Linked DNA regions of Gossypium hirsutum: region 2 is linked to region 1. A link is a contact called in public Hi-C data. All regions are on one chromosome and are shown on one strand. The core of a region is the stretch at or near the end of the contact, and the rest is flanking DNA. Distances in the headings are between cores, read along the strand shown. Region 1 holds the start of LOC107948290 (CAAX prenyl protease 2). Region 2 has its middle 40 kb from the start of LOC121228455.

The links. A called contact is a pair of places that touch in the nucleus more often than the background predicts.
Region 2: a contact with region 1 is called in a Hi-C map of leaf, with 4 times the contacts expected there. The contact joins the enhancer-like site here to the promoter of LOC107948290 in region 1. A contact is called at or near these places in 3 of 34 Hi-C or Micro-C datasets (all in leaf).

Annotation. Positions count from the first base shown.
Region 1 is chrA04:50,360,593-50,367,561 of Gossypium_hirsutum_v2.1, forward strand. It overlaps LOC107948290 (CAAX prenyl protease 2), which reads right to left and starts at 3,039. Exons shown (of 7, transcript XM_016882785.2): 1 at 2,658-3,039; 2 at 2,281-2,340; 3 at 1,544-1,655; 4 at 1,088-1,159; 5 at 796-858; 6 at 339-416; 7 at 1-227. The coding sequence starts at 2,867. The coding sequence ends at 91. It overlaps LOC107948291, which reads left to right and starts at 3,116. Exons shown (of 6, transcript XM_016882788.2): 1 at 3,116-3,536; 2 at 3,669-4,330; 3 at 4,415-4,480; 4 at 5,132-5,214; 5 at 5,868-5,956; 6 at 6,038-6,338. The coding sequence starts at 4,443. The coding sequence ends at 6,205.
Region 2 is chrA04:50,213,153-50,220,818 of Gossypium_hirsutum_v2.1, forward strand. No RefSeq gene overlaps it. Among protein-coding and RNA genes, the nearest start is that of LOC121228455, 40 kb to the left of the region's middle. Within about 2 kb of position 3,664, at least 2 of the 9 cell types and tissues checked have an H3K27ac peak or open chromatin away from gene starts, as enhancers often do. A contact at or near this core is called in leaf, where this site is marked.

The DNA.
Region 1 (6,969 bases), core at 1,789-4,288:
TATACTATTACTATTCCATCTAGTCAATGCTCCGATTTGGCAAACAACCCATGTCAGACCAAAAAGTCCTTCCCCTTTGGACCGTCATTACTATTTGTTCCATGAACAATATCCTTGCCAACATCTGCAATTATTGGTACTCTCATTGTAGAGGTCCGGCCATGTTATAGGAAACAAAAGCCACACAAATGATACCATTCCAGCTACGAATGCGATGCTAACTAGCCCTATCAATATAATGGACCAAAAAGGTAAGCAATTTGTCCAGGCATACATACTAGTACACTGAGAAAGCAAAATTATAAAGGGACCCAAGTAATAGAAACTCTAATCCGTACCTTTCCTATGTACAAACAGCACCGGCAATCCCATATAATTGCAAAATGCATGGGCAACTAAAGGAGCGACAATGTTTCCTGCAAAGAATTAATATACGTAGAATCAATGAGGCAGAATGATAAAGTGTAATGAGACAATAAACTGACCCATAGCAAAAACACCTGTATTGTTCTAGATCTGTATAACAAAATATCACAATAATAAGAACAATAACAATAAAATTTCCCTTTTATCTGCTTCTAGGTTATTTTCTACCTAGGGTCAATACTACAGCAACTGCATCCATATTTCACCATTTTTTATCTATTCCTAATTTACAGAAAGCTGAAATGAGTAAACGAAAAAGAAATCTCTTTCCAACACAAAAGCAAACCAGAAATGGAGTGGGACCAATATGTACTTAGGAAAAAGATCACAAAAAAGGCAATAACATTTATCAGCAAATTGACCACCAACCTGTTCGAATGAAGAGAAATGAAGCGTATGAACCGAAGATCACAGTGTAGCCAAGCTGGAGACCTGAGAACCACATCACAAGAAACAACAATGTATTAGCATCTAAAAGACATAAAACAACATTCTTGCTCCTAAAACAAGGTTCAAAAGCTTCAAGCCAACCAAAGTTTCTACCTAAAAGACAAAAGCAATCAACCCACTCTACACTTATATTATATAAATATATATATTGTCTTTCCTCTTAAAATAACATTCCAACCATCACATTCAAGCAGGAAAATCTAGTTTGTACCTACAACCAAGGAGGCTTTAAGCAAGCTATAGTTATGTCGGCTGTAGATCTCCATCATATGGTTCAAATGTGCTGCAAGACATTGACAAAACAGAGTTGAAACAGTTTATATGCCATTCAACTCAATATGCAATGTGGCAGAAATAGAAAGCATTATGGTTAAGAAATGCAATAAATGCACAAGCACATAATTGAGCAACACCTGCAAATATCAACAAGAACATGCAAAATAGGATAATAAGATTTTAAAAATGGATCATTTCGTGCCAACCTTATCCTTTTTAACTTATTTATACTGTGGTAAAAGTTAAAAAAACAGATTGTTGCACCGATACATACCACTATATATGCAATGAAAGCATGTCTAAGCTATTACAAATACTTAACACCCAAAGGAAAAAAGATAATAAATCCTCTCATGAATGATCGAACTGTGTTAAACAAAAAAAGACTCACCTAAACTGAAGAAAGTAGGGCAGAGAAAAATGACATTGTATGCTTTAAATCCCCCACAAAGAAGTAAAGGAATCATACATGCTCTAAACACCAACTCCTCCGTCACTGGTGCCTGTTCATTAAAGTACTATTAAGGAATGAAGACTGAAGAAACAGGGAACAATTTCGAAAATTTCCTTCTAATTTTCAATTATTGCTGTTCTCCTAAGAAGGATTGTTAAACATTGAACAATAAGCAGGACATGTAACACAATATTCAATCCATTTGCAAGACTACTTTCTAGAATAAGCAAGCACAATGCAACCTTTTCAACAATAAAATATTGCAAACACACCCTATTTATAGACCTTACAATTATTTGCATTCACTCAAAAGATGAAGAAATTTAAGTGGTAAGCATACTAACCACAATAAAATTCCTCCAGAATAAAACATTGGAAGTTACTGAAGACATCTGGACCGGGAGGCTAAGAAGGGTACTTTTTATACAACCTAACAGTGGCTCTCCCTCTTGATGTCTATGCTCCTTCCACTTATTTACCAATAACATGGACTTGAATATCAAAGATCCAGCATACATAAGAGAAGTCAAGAAAAGAGGAAAGACGATTGCTTGCCACTGTTTCACACATAAAATTGCATTTCAAGAACTGATTTTGAACCAGCAGATCATAAACATAAATAATAAATCCATAACAAAAATGTAGGAAATATACTCCATAAGTATGATTCTTACAAAATGATCCGATCGAATGCCATAAACCCCAAACGAGTAAGATGCCTCCCCACCTGTTATCTACGCATAATCGAACATTGTTAGAATAATAAAAAAAAGGAACAAACGTGTTTTGGATATAAAAACAAATAATAGCACTTCTGTAAAACGCAAAATGGATGATTTTACATTCACATGAAAATGTTAAATGGCTTTAGTTCAATGCATGTTAACAATTCAATATTTCGCTCATCTCTAATTATATATGAGTTCACTTTTTAGCTCAATGAATTAAGTTTCCACTTACTTCACAGAATGACAGAAATCTCAACTTAGTTCATAATTATATAATAATAAATGAGTGAAATAAAAATGAGAGACAAAGGAAAGAGGTATACCGGAAGGACGAAAGCGCAGAAAATAACGGACGCGACGGAGCAAACGGCGGCGCAAATGAACCGTCGGATCATGAAATTCTCGTAGGATTGGGGAGGCGGGAGGCGGAGGATCAGAGTGGGAGCGTAAAGAATAGAAACATAAAACAGTGTCATAGCGATGCAAGCAATCACCGCTACTAGCTTCGATAACCTACCTTCGCTCTCTTCCATGTCTGGATTCGAAGAGGCGGCAGCCAGGATCGCCGGAGAGAGGAAGAGAAGGTGGGAAAGAAAAGCCGGTTCCGGTTCAATATCTTCTCCGTTTGATACCCTTTCAGTGAGAAGGGGCTTCGGGTTTTGACTTGGGGCGGTTCTTGTTTGAGGGTTTTTGGGTCACTTCAAAGCCTCAAAGTAAATTTGGGCCGAAAAGAACCCCTCATTAACACTTTCACCATGTTTGGTTGGGTGTATTGGCTAATCGGTGGGCCCCACCTAATCTCCCTCTAATCTGCCGTTTGGTTCAATGTATTGCTAATCCCCCTCTAATCCGTTACTTTCCTAATCCCCGAAATTCTCTGTTTTGTAATCCCTGCCTCCTCCTCAGTTTACACCCGTTTTACAGCCTTAGCCCTAATTTGCCCTCCCAACTAGAAATCCACCTCCAGCCTCTCCCTCCCAACATCAAACAGAACCTGCGAGCGAAGTCACCTCCAGCCTCTCCCTCCTCAAAACACGCTTTTAAGTTTCTCTCTTCCGCCACCGTCTTCTTCATCATCTTCCCCTCTTTCTTTATTTTTTTTAATTTCAACACCTAACATACATGTTTCATTTCGCAGAAGCCATCTTTATCTGTTTCTCATGTGACTCTGAAGCCTCATTCTTTCCTTCAACGTACCCAAGGTAAAGTTTTCTCAACTTCTTCTCAATCATTTATTTCCATCTACTTGCCTTTCTGTTTTAATTCTTCATGACTTTGGAATTTCTTGCATAAATTTCTATGAAGACAATACTGCTGATGTTTTGGAATTTAAGTTGAAGGAGCTCTCAGCCGTCCATTCGAAATCCCCTTCCGTTCATCAATTCTCTGTCGCCTTCACCAAGACACTGACCCCTCTCTTTCAAATTCTAAAGTGAACCGCCACCGTGCAATGTGTTGTATGCTTTGTTTCAGCAAGGTCCTGGCCCGAGATCCCAACGACACTTCCGCTAGTAATGAGTTATTGGAGGAATTTTTGAAGTTCCTTTTGGTTGGGGCTACTGCAGCTAATAAAACCGCATGATTAGAGCTTGCCAAATCATTTCCGAGATAAGCTCTTTTAAATTCTGGCTTCATTTTTTAAAATCTGTTTTAGCGTTTTGATTTTTAGGAATTATAGTTTGTGCTATATTGTTTGTATTTCGTTTAATGAGTTCCTAATACTTTCGTTTAATGGATTTTAAGCAGCATATTGTTTGTATTTCGATTTCATTATTGGAGCAGTTTTATCAACTGTTCCCACTATCGGTAGGCAACTTGGTTTTAGATATGGTTGATTTACATGATTGAGGCTTTCTCCTTTTGATGGTTTTCTGTTTTGTTTGTCCACGGAGGAGCTATTATTTGAACAAAGTGGTCGTGTGAAATTTAGAACAGAATCTACGTTGTTGATTCCTTGGACCGAGAGAGGATTCGCCAAGCTAAACAGGAATTTCAGGTTGTAAATTTAGAACAAGCACAAACTTGTTAGCCAATATGGTTGTACATAGTCTCTTTTTAGTTCTTAATAATTTTTTTCCAGGCCATAATCAATGATCCATTTATGAGCAATGCTATCATCTTGGTGTTCGCCAACAAACAGGACTTGGTATGATTCAGTTAGCTGTTTGAGACCCGTCTTTTTTTCTGTGTATAGCAAAATGCATGCAATATTTGCTTGAACTACTGAGAACACATGCATTTTTTTAGTTGCTGGAAGTACCAATGTCAAGGATAATTTAGTTTCGAAAAATAGGTTCTGCTGTTGTTTGCATAGTTTTGAAGAATGTGTCTGAATAGAATGTAATCTTAGCTCCAAGGCCCTTAGATTGACATGTTTCGCCTTGTTCTGCTCCCTTAGATTGACATGTTTCGCCTTGTTCTGCTTCTTGAAGAAGGCCTGATTTTCATCATTGTATGAATATTGTAATTCCCTTAAATCGATCATGTAAGGCATAATAATGGATAAAGCATATGAAGTTGCAGTATGGGTGCTTTGCTTCCCTGAACTAGACATTACTAAATTTTGCCTTCTTTTATCATTTTTTTTCATGTTGTTTTTAGCTTTGAAGATTAATTAGCTAAGAATTTGAAACACTAAAATGATATTTAAATAGATTTGGAAAATTTTATAAAAATTACTGATCTGTTTGTCTTCCGCAAAACCTAGAGTTTTTTTTAATTTGTTTTCCATATAATGTTTTATGGTTTTATAGTCGAACATCTGATTTTTCCCTTTTCAACGGAGGGGAAACTTTAGGTGCAGTACAAGTTCAATAGGAGTGCAATCCCAACTTGGTATACTTTCACAACTTGGTATCCATATATTCCACTTGAGAATAGGTACTCATTATTTATCCATTTTCCCTTTTTGATCAGATTTAAAGCTAATATTGAAAGGAATCATTTAATTTAATTCATCTATATTATTGCCCAAGTTGAAAAATGAAATATCATTTTTCCTTTCTAAATTAGATGCTAATCACAGACAGCCTGCGAAAGTGAGTTTTTATTGCATAACCTTCATTTTCAATTTTTTATTGCAAATGCTTACATGTTGAGACATGGATTTTATTGTTGTATGTTGAGTTTATATGTAAAAGGTACTGAATGCTAAACAAAATTGGGACTAAGCAATTGATTAAAGAGATATGGACTGAGCTGCCTGTCATGATATAACATAGAAGGCATAAAATAATTGATAGCTGTGAAATGTTCACTTAGGTTATACTTAGGAATCTGAGTTTCAGAAAATGGATTTGAATTTCAATATGGTGTAAGTTGTGTGATAAAGAAACTTGTAAATTTAACATCCATGACTGTTTTTGAAATTTATGGATTGTGGGATGCCCGTATAAGTGATGAATTTGAAATTCCTATGGATCTTTCTTATTTTGATATTCATGTTTTTATATCTTTAAATACATGGTCATAATTTTAATTATTTTATGCATAATGAGTATTACTGAAGATGGATCTTTCTTATTTTGCAATAGTTGCCGGGATGGTACATAGCATGGTTATTACTGAAGATGGAGCATTATTTTATTGGGTTTCCTCAGATCCTCATCTTAGATGCCAACAGGTTCTATTCCATTGTCTTTGTTGATTTTAACTTCCCCTGGAGTGAAGCTTTTATTTACTTCATTTGGATGAATTTGTACAGCTATATTCCCTTTCTGAGAAAACAATCGTAAGCATTTCTGCTGGTAAGTACTGGGCTGCAACTGCTACTGCTATAAATGATGTTTACATGTGGGATGGCAAGAAAAGTATGGATAAACCACCTGTTGCAACTCAGTTACACCGAGTAAAGGGAAAAAAGATCCCTTAAAGAGTTGATTTTGAGAGTTGGTCATGAGAGAATGTAACTTGTAAACAGAACTTATGTAATTCTAATGTAATTCTAATATAGAATGTAAACAATTTTCTTATGTAATTCTAATATAGAATGTAACTTGTTTTAATTTTCTTAATTTAAATTCATTAATTTTTATATTTAGCTTTAAAGTTAAAATTTTAATAGAAATTTTAATTTAATATTTTTTATCCTTAAAAGTATATAGTTTAAAGTTTAAATTTTCTTCAGTTTTCTTCAGTTTACCTTCTGTTGCCCGATTGGAATGGGTCAGAAGATTTCTTTCTCACCATTAAATATCAATGTTCAAACTTTTTGATGTTGTAAAACTTTTGAACATATTGATTATGATGTACAATTTCATTTTCATCTAACTTTTTCTTAGTATAAGTTAATTATGTTTATGCAGAATATAATTTTCAAGTTATATATTTAATAATAATTATGTTAATTTATATTTTACAGTATCATATATTATGATTTGAGTAAATTAATATAAGAATATTAATTATTAAGAATTTCATTAAATTATATATTTTAATTAAAATATATTTAATAATAATTATGTTAATTTATATTTTACAGTATCATATATTATGATTTCAGTAAATTAATATAAGAATATTAATTATTAAGAATTTTATTAAATTATATATTTTAATTAAAATATATTTAATAATAATTATGTTAATTTATATTTTACAGTATCATATATTATGATTTGAGTAAATTAATATAAG
Region 2 (7,666 bases), core at 2,414-4,913, 150 kb before region 1:
GCAAGGAGAAACCATGGCTAGGGTTTTTCAAGCTTCCAAGCTCGATTGTAAGTCCGTTCTAGCCTCCTTTTTAATGATTTTTACGTTTTTGGAGTCCCGGTAGCTCGATTAAGCTTATGCTAGCAATAATTTAACCTAGGGTTTATATTTGGAAAAATACCCATAGGTTAAATTTGTGTATTTTGGTGTTTTATGATAGAATATGAGGTTTTAAATTATGTTAGACAACTTGTGCTACTCGGTTTTAAGCGAAAACTAGCAAAAGGGCTTAATCGGTAAAAATACCTAATAGTCATAAGTACATGTTAGAGTGAGAATTTGATGTTGCCATAGAAGGGAAAAATTATCAGCATGTCATAAAACATAAGAAAATAGGCTGAAGTTTAATTTACGAGCTTTGGGGCAAAAGTGTAAATATGCAAAAGTTTAGGGGCAAAAATGTAATTGTTCCAAAATATGATTTTGGGTCAATTTGAATAATGTGAGTCCTAATTAGACTATATTTTAAATGATAGAGCAAGGAAAACTGAAATTCGGGCTAAAATGGAAAAATACCAAGTTGTGGACGAAATGGTAAAAGTAGCCATTTTCGCATACGAGGTAAGTTCATGTGTAAATAATGTAGCATAATTGTTATTTTTAAGTTATTGATGTTAATTATATGATATGATGATTTTTTTATCGTGAAATATTATGCTTTGTGGTTAATGTTGAGTAATATGCAAATTATGTTTACTACTTGATAAATATGAATTGCTACCGAGTATCGGTTCCGATATTCCATGGAAGACGGCAATGTGAGATCGAGGAAAAAAGCCCGTTTGAACCTTAGGAATAGATTAGGATACAAGTGACATGTCACTAGGATGGTTGAGCATCCGAACTCGTTGAGTTGAGTCCGAGTTCACTTATGGATGCGAATGTCCGAACTCGTTGAGTTGAGTCCGAGTTCACTTATGGATGCGAACGCCCGAGCTCGTTGAGTTGAGTCCGAGTTCACTTAGGGGCGGGTTACATGATTTCTTGATTACATATGAGGCACTTTTGTGCAAATTATCCGTGTATCCGAGTTGTATTCCGATGTGTTCAACGGGTGAAATTTCTAGTGAAATGAAAGAACACTTAAGATGCAAGCGACGTTTTGGTAAGTGTTGTGAAATGGACACTTTGGACAGGTATGTTCTTAACCCTCGGGTTGATAATAGATACAACAACGATAAGGTAGTAAGATGATGAATGATGTTTAGAAATATGATATATGTTTTGGTGATACCATGCTAAAGTTGTTTGGTATATTTGTATTGTTATGTTACTTGTTATTTACATATGAACTTACTAAGCATTTATGCTTACTCCCTCCTCTTTATTTACTGTAGTTTTGAACAAGCCAGCTTGGGAATCGGGACGGGTCGAAGGTTCGATCACACTATCCAAAGGACTTTCATCTGGGTAAATGGCTTGTAAAACTTAAGTATGGCATGTATAGCAATATATTTATTTTGTGTAAATAATTTTATGATATGGCCATGATTGGTTGAGAAAATGTTTGATATTGATAAGTCATGGTGATGGTTAAATTTAGATCATGTTTGATATTATGGAAGTTTAATAGGTTATCTAGTTCATAACAACTCATAAAAAGATGAAATTTGCCTTAAAACAGAATATTGCTGCAGCAATGACATGAATTTGAAAAATCACTAAAAATAGTATAAATGGAATTAAATGATGAGCAAGTTATGAAATTGAAGCTTAATGAGTCTATTTTCATACGGATAAAAAAAACAGGCATATAAATTATACTTTATGAGATATTTGAAACCTTGTGAAACAGGGCCAGAGTGATTTCTGGATCCTCTATTCTGACTTTAAAAATTCATAATAAATTGTAAAAAAATAATTAGAAGTCATTCTTTATATTTAAAGATTCCTTATCGAGTCTATTTTTAAGAGAAACAAACCTCGTAGTCATTGAAATTCTGTATAGAGAGATATCTGATTCGTAATACACAGATGTCAGAGCAGTCGAACCCTGAAACAGGGGAGACTTTAACTAATAAACTGTACTAATTGGCCCAACCAAAAATTCTAGAAAAAAATTAGTAAATAGATATATGAGTCTAGATTTATGAAAAATTTACAGATCTTGATTTCGAGTTTCATAACTCGAGATATGATTTTTCTTGTAACTGTGACGCGAGTAGCTAGAAAGCTGTGAATGTAGAAACAAAAGATTTGAAGTTCTTAATTTGATAAATTATATTCGATAACTCCTCAAGCTCGACTCCGGTGACGGTTTCGGGCGTGGGGGCGTTACATATTGTGTCGTGAAAGAACCACTACCTTAGAAGCAATTTGCACTGATTGTTGTAATCGGGTAGAGGACATCACCCTTCAAGGTTAATACAGTAATTTAGTATTCGTACACCCAAATAAAGAATGTGGAACTCAATTGGTAGTGCTCTTCTAGAAAGGAATCGGAAAGCAAAGCAGAAAATGTAATCAAAATTTTTATTGAAAAAATGCTAAAAGAAAATAGACGAGAGAAAAGAAAAAACGAGAGAAATATTGTTGTTTGTTTGTTGTGTAAAATGAGGAAAATGACCTGCTATTTATATTGTTTTTTGAAAGGGCAAAATGGTAAAATACACAATGACAGTTTTTTTAAAAAGTGCATCTGATCAAATTTTCCGCAATGGTTAGAGGTTTTTCCGCAACTAAAAATATTCTAAAAATAATTTATAAAAGAAAAAAAAGTATCCAAAAGGAAAGTGTTAGCACAAATGCAAACCAAGTTTGGGCCATGGTGATGTGCAGGCTATATTTAAACTCTCTTAGAAGCCTTTTCTCAACCAACGTGGGATTACTCCCTTTGCGTTACCAACAAACATCACTCACCGTCTTCCCGATCAATCTTCTTTTTCATGCTTCATTGCCCTTGTTTCACTCACCTTGCAATCTTCTAATTTTTATTTTCTGCTTTTGGCTTTGTTTTTCATGTTTTGTGTGGGCGTTGTCATCTCCCTCCTTGCTTTCTAGCGTTGCAAACTTCACCAGCCTGAACGGTAATGGTCAAGTGTTCCAGTGACCTCCCTTCTGGCCACTTAAAACTTAAATGTTGTTAGGATACCCCTATTGTCGTCTCTTCGTTGTACAGGGTTGGATGGGTTTTTTTTAGGTACTCGCGGTTCCTTCTAATCGTGGTCTTCGCCATTGTGCTCGTTATCTAATGGCTTTATTTGCTTTTTGTGTTATGTTGTATTGTGCTATTTTTATTTATGTTTGTTTGTTCTACGTTTGTTTTATATTTTGTGCTTCTTCATTTAAAGTTGATCAAGGAAGGTACGATCAGTCGGGAGAGTGTGAGAACTGGACCTAGAATCTTGACATCTCTTTGGGATATTTTGGATCATGTAGTCAACGTCTTTGCTTCTAGGCTTGATTCCCCCTGGCTTGTTTTTCCAATGACATAACATGATACCAACCTTAGCCTCTGATCTTGCTATATTTAGTTTCATCAAGGTGGATTTGCCTTTTCTTCATGATTATGGTTTTGCTCCTTGTTCGCCCTTTTCTGATGTGATACGTGTGATATGCGGATGGTTCTGTCCGCTTCAACTCCCTATCCGAGGGTTCGGGTTTTGCTGGCTTCGGCTTTGTCTCCAAGAGTTTGGGTCTGTGTCTATTTAGCCTTGGGCTTTTTTTGTAAGAGTGAGCCGACTAGGTCTTTGATTGGGGGTGAGATTTATATTAATCTTGTTGATATGTTGTACTTTCTGTTTTCAATGATACTTTTCTTTTATGATAAAAGAAATCTTAGCTAAACCATTTAACTCCAACTAGTTATTTAAATTGATTAAAAATTTATATAATTCCAATTATTTAATTTTAAATGTAAAATGAAAATTAAAATTTTTAAATTGAGTAAATTGTAATCATCCCTCTGTCTGAAGCACGTGGCTATTATATGCAGTAGTGCTGGGTGGCGGTTACGATTAGCCAGCCCATGATCGTCATCAAACCAGGCCAAACCTAGCTAACCATGTGCAATATCCTATATTCCTTTCTTTTATATAAAGACCATCTTTTGCCATGTGCTTCAACTTGAGCTCACTCCATCCTGGATACCTTACTAGATTTTGTTTTTTGGTTTAACATTTTGTATCAATTGCCTTCTTGTTTTTCATGTAATTACACCCATGATCATGTGCTTCCACGTCCATACCATTATAACCACATTTTTTTCTTTTTTCTTTTTCCAAAAAGCAAGTAAATAACAAAATATATAATCGTTTTCTACCTATTATAGTTCTTTTTTATAAAAATATATATATGGATAAGGAAATACAAACCTACTCTTAATAATTTAGGAATAAATATATAGAGATACTTGTATTAGGGGAAGCAAAAAAAAAAGAGAAAAGTAAATTATATATTTATAAGGAGGTCAAAATATAATTTTATTATTGCCTTAACTCATATATATATATATAATTTAATTTATGAACTATTAAAAAGTTAAAAAAAAAAAAGACATTTGATGACAGTGTGTGTTAAATATTTTCATTAATAAACTATAAACAATTTAATCTCCGTCAAAATAAACAAATTAATATATTCTTTGTAGCATTCAAAATTGAATCATGTGTAAATGTAAAATTGGTTAACCTCAAAAAATTTTAAAAATTATAAAATATTTTCAAAATTATTTTTATTAAAAATTTTCAAAAATTAAATAATTAGTTCCTAAATTTTGGGAAAAATAAAAAATAAGTTCTTAAAAAGAGAAATTATTTTATGGATCATTTCCATCACATCATTCATGGTCCATTTTTAATTATTTAATGACATTTCGACCATTTTTTTATGTCATTGATACATAATTTTAGAAATTCTTTTACATTGAATCCCGAACCAAACACTCTAAACCTTAAATCTTAAATCCCGAATCCCAAACATAGAACCCTAAACCCTACCCTTGAACCCAAACCTTACCAATAAACTCTAAACCCTAAACTTAAACCTTAAACCTAAACATTAAACCATGAATCTTAAACCATAAACTCCAAACTCCAACCTAAACCTTAAACAAATTGAACCTTGAACTCAGAATCCTAAAACTAAATTGCGTTTTTAACTTCAAATGGTATAAATTGCTCATGACTAATGAAAATAGTCAACATTGTTATTAGCTGTATATGTAAAAATTTTATACTGATTAAAATTTTACTATTAAAAATCAGAAATATTAAGTAAAATAATTAAATTAAGCATAGAATTATCTTTTAAAAAATATAATATTACATGCATTAAAAATAAAATAATTTGTATTAAATGTTGCAATGGTTTAACTTTTCTTAACATATAATGGAAAACATTAATATCATAATAAATATATCCATTTAATTGATTAAAATTGTGATAAATATATTAAATTATAAATTTAATGAGATTTAAAATTAAAAATGCTACTAAATTTAGCATACAAATTAAAATGGATATTTCTTTGGAAAACGATAAGCTCTCTAAATCTCGATTTGTTGATGACCGGAAAACAAAAAAAGTTCAGTTTAAAGAGCAGGATGTTGATGTTCATTATGGATCTGATTTCGCTACCAAAAGTATCTTGGAAACAGATGCTGCTGGTGAAAGAGGTTTCAGTTCAAGAGGAAGGGCCCCGATCTAATGAAAATGATATTATTGAAGATTTGGAATTTCTAGAAAGAGATGTTAAAAAATCCATGGTCAATGGACTTCCGGCGACAGAGTTCTTGGATCATATCCAATAGATCCTATTTAAGGATATGGAGACAACGGTTGTGGTGAAGCTATTGGGGCGTAATATTGGTTAAGACACCTTGTTTAATCAGGTCAGTAGCTTATGGCATCCTTCTAACATTCCATCTAATGATATTGACAACGGTTATTTCCTAGCTAAACTTCAGTTTATTGAATATTATAATAAAGTGCTCACGTAAGGACCATGGATAATATATGGTAAATATCTCATTGTTTAGCCATGGACAAAAATTTTCAACCCTAAGAAACCTTACCTGAATGTAGTTTTGGCATGGATCAAAATGTCAGTCTACCGTATATTATGTGCAAAGAGAGAATTCTGGAAGCAGTGGGAGGATTGGTGGGCAAAGTGGCCAAACTTGATTTCAACACTGATAAGAAAACCAGGGGTTATTTCGCTAGAATAGTTGTTTTTGTAGATCTTAATAGACCGTTGGTGTCCCAAGTGTTGGCGAATGGAGAATTGATAAGGGTGAAATATGAAGCCTTGCCAACCATATGCTTTTCGTGTGGAAAATATGATCACCTGAAGGAAACATGTCCTTCGTTGACGGCAGAGACAAGCCTTAAGACTAGGATAACCAGTGATAACTTGAAGCCATCAAATTCGACGATCGGTGGTAAGAGATCGGCATTTGGACCATGGATGGTGGTGGAGTGGAAAATACGGTGGGGATAGAGGAATTAGCGTAATTAGAGGGATGGGGGTAAAAAAAGGCAACTTCGGGGTCAAGATTATTGACCTTAAATGGATTGGGAATCTGAATATAAGTGCTGGGGATGGGGATGTGATTATCTTCGATGATTCTACTATAAAATTAAAGGGTAAGGAAATTTTTTTTGCACTTTTAATGGGGAAAGGTAAGTCACTTTAAAGAAAGGAGATGTTAGACTGATGGTGCATCCAATTGAGGGCGAAGGCAGTGGATCATAAGAAAATGGTTCTAGGCCTGACGGGTTAGGTGAGAAAATAAATGAGGGTTTGGGCCAAACTATAGCAGCTCGTTTTTAGGGTTAATTGAAACAATGGTTTTGGGGCCACCAAATACAAGAGTAGGTTTGTAAATATTATATTTAATATTTACGAGTTAATTGTGAGTTTAAAAAAGGTTTTTGATATTGTCATTTTTGTTTTATAAGCGATTTATTAAGTTGAAGTGGTATGACCATAAGGTCAAGTAGGTTTAGAAAATGAGGTATCGAGACCTCGTTTCTATAAACCGAGTCGTAAATATTTTTATAAATATTTACGGAGTGGCAATAAGATGGTATTAAAGTTTCATTAAAAAATTTTATCGTTTTGATAGTTAATTAAGCAAAAAGGACTAAATCGCGTAAAGCATAAAAGTTGTGTTCTATAAGTTAAAGATATTAAATGGCTATGGAATTAAATAGTGAGAGTCCTTAAGTGGTAATTATTCCATAATTGTTGATAGTGGAATTCCATGGCTTGGTATAATGGAAATTATAAATGTATATTAAGGTTAAATATGGTATTTGGTAATTATAATAAAATAAAATAAAACAAAAGTCAAATTACATGCTATAATCTTCATCAATAGCCAAATATGAGAAAGAAAATAATGTTCTCAAAGCTTTGAAGGTTCGGCCATGGTTGTCCATGCATGTAAGTCCATTTCATCTCGATTTTTAATAATTTTTACATTTTTGAGATCGTTGCTTTGTGTTCTAGCTAGCCCGTACCTTCGATTTCAAAATTGTTAAAGTATTTGGACTATGTCATTGTTGAATATTTGAGTATCTTGATGTTTAATGATAGAAAATAAATATTTGATGGTAGATTATTGAGTTTTGTTAAGTGGATTTTAGTAAAAATGTCAATTTTGGACTAAATTATGAAATATAA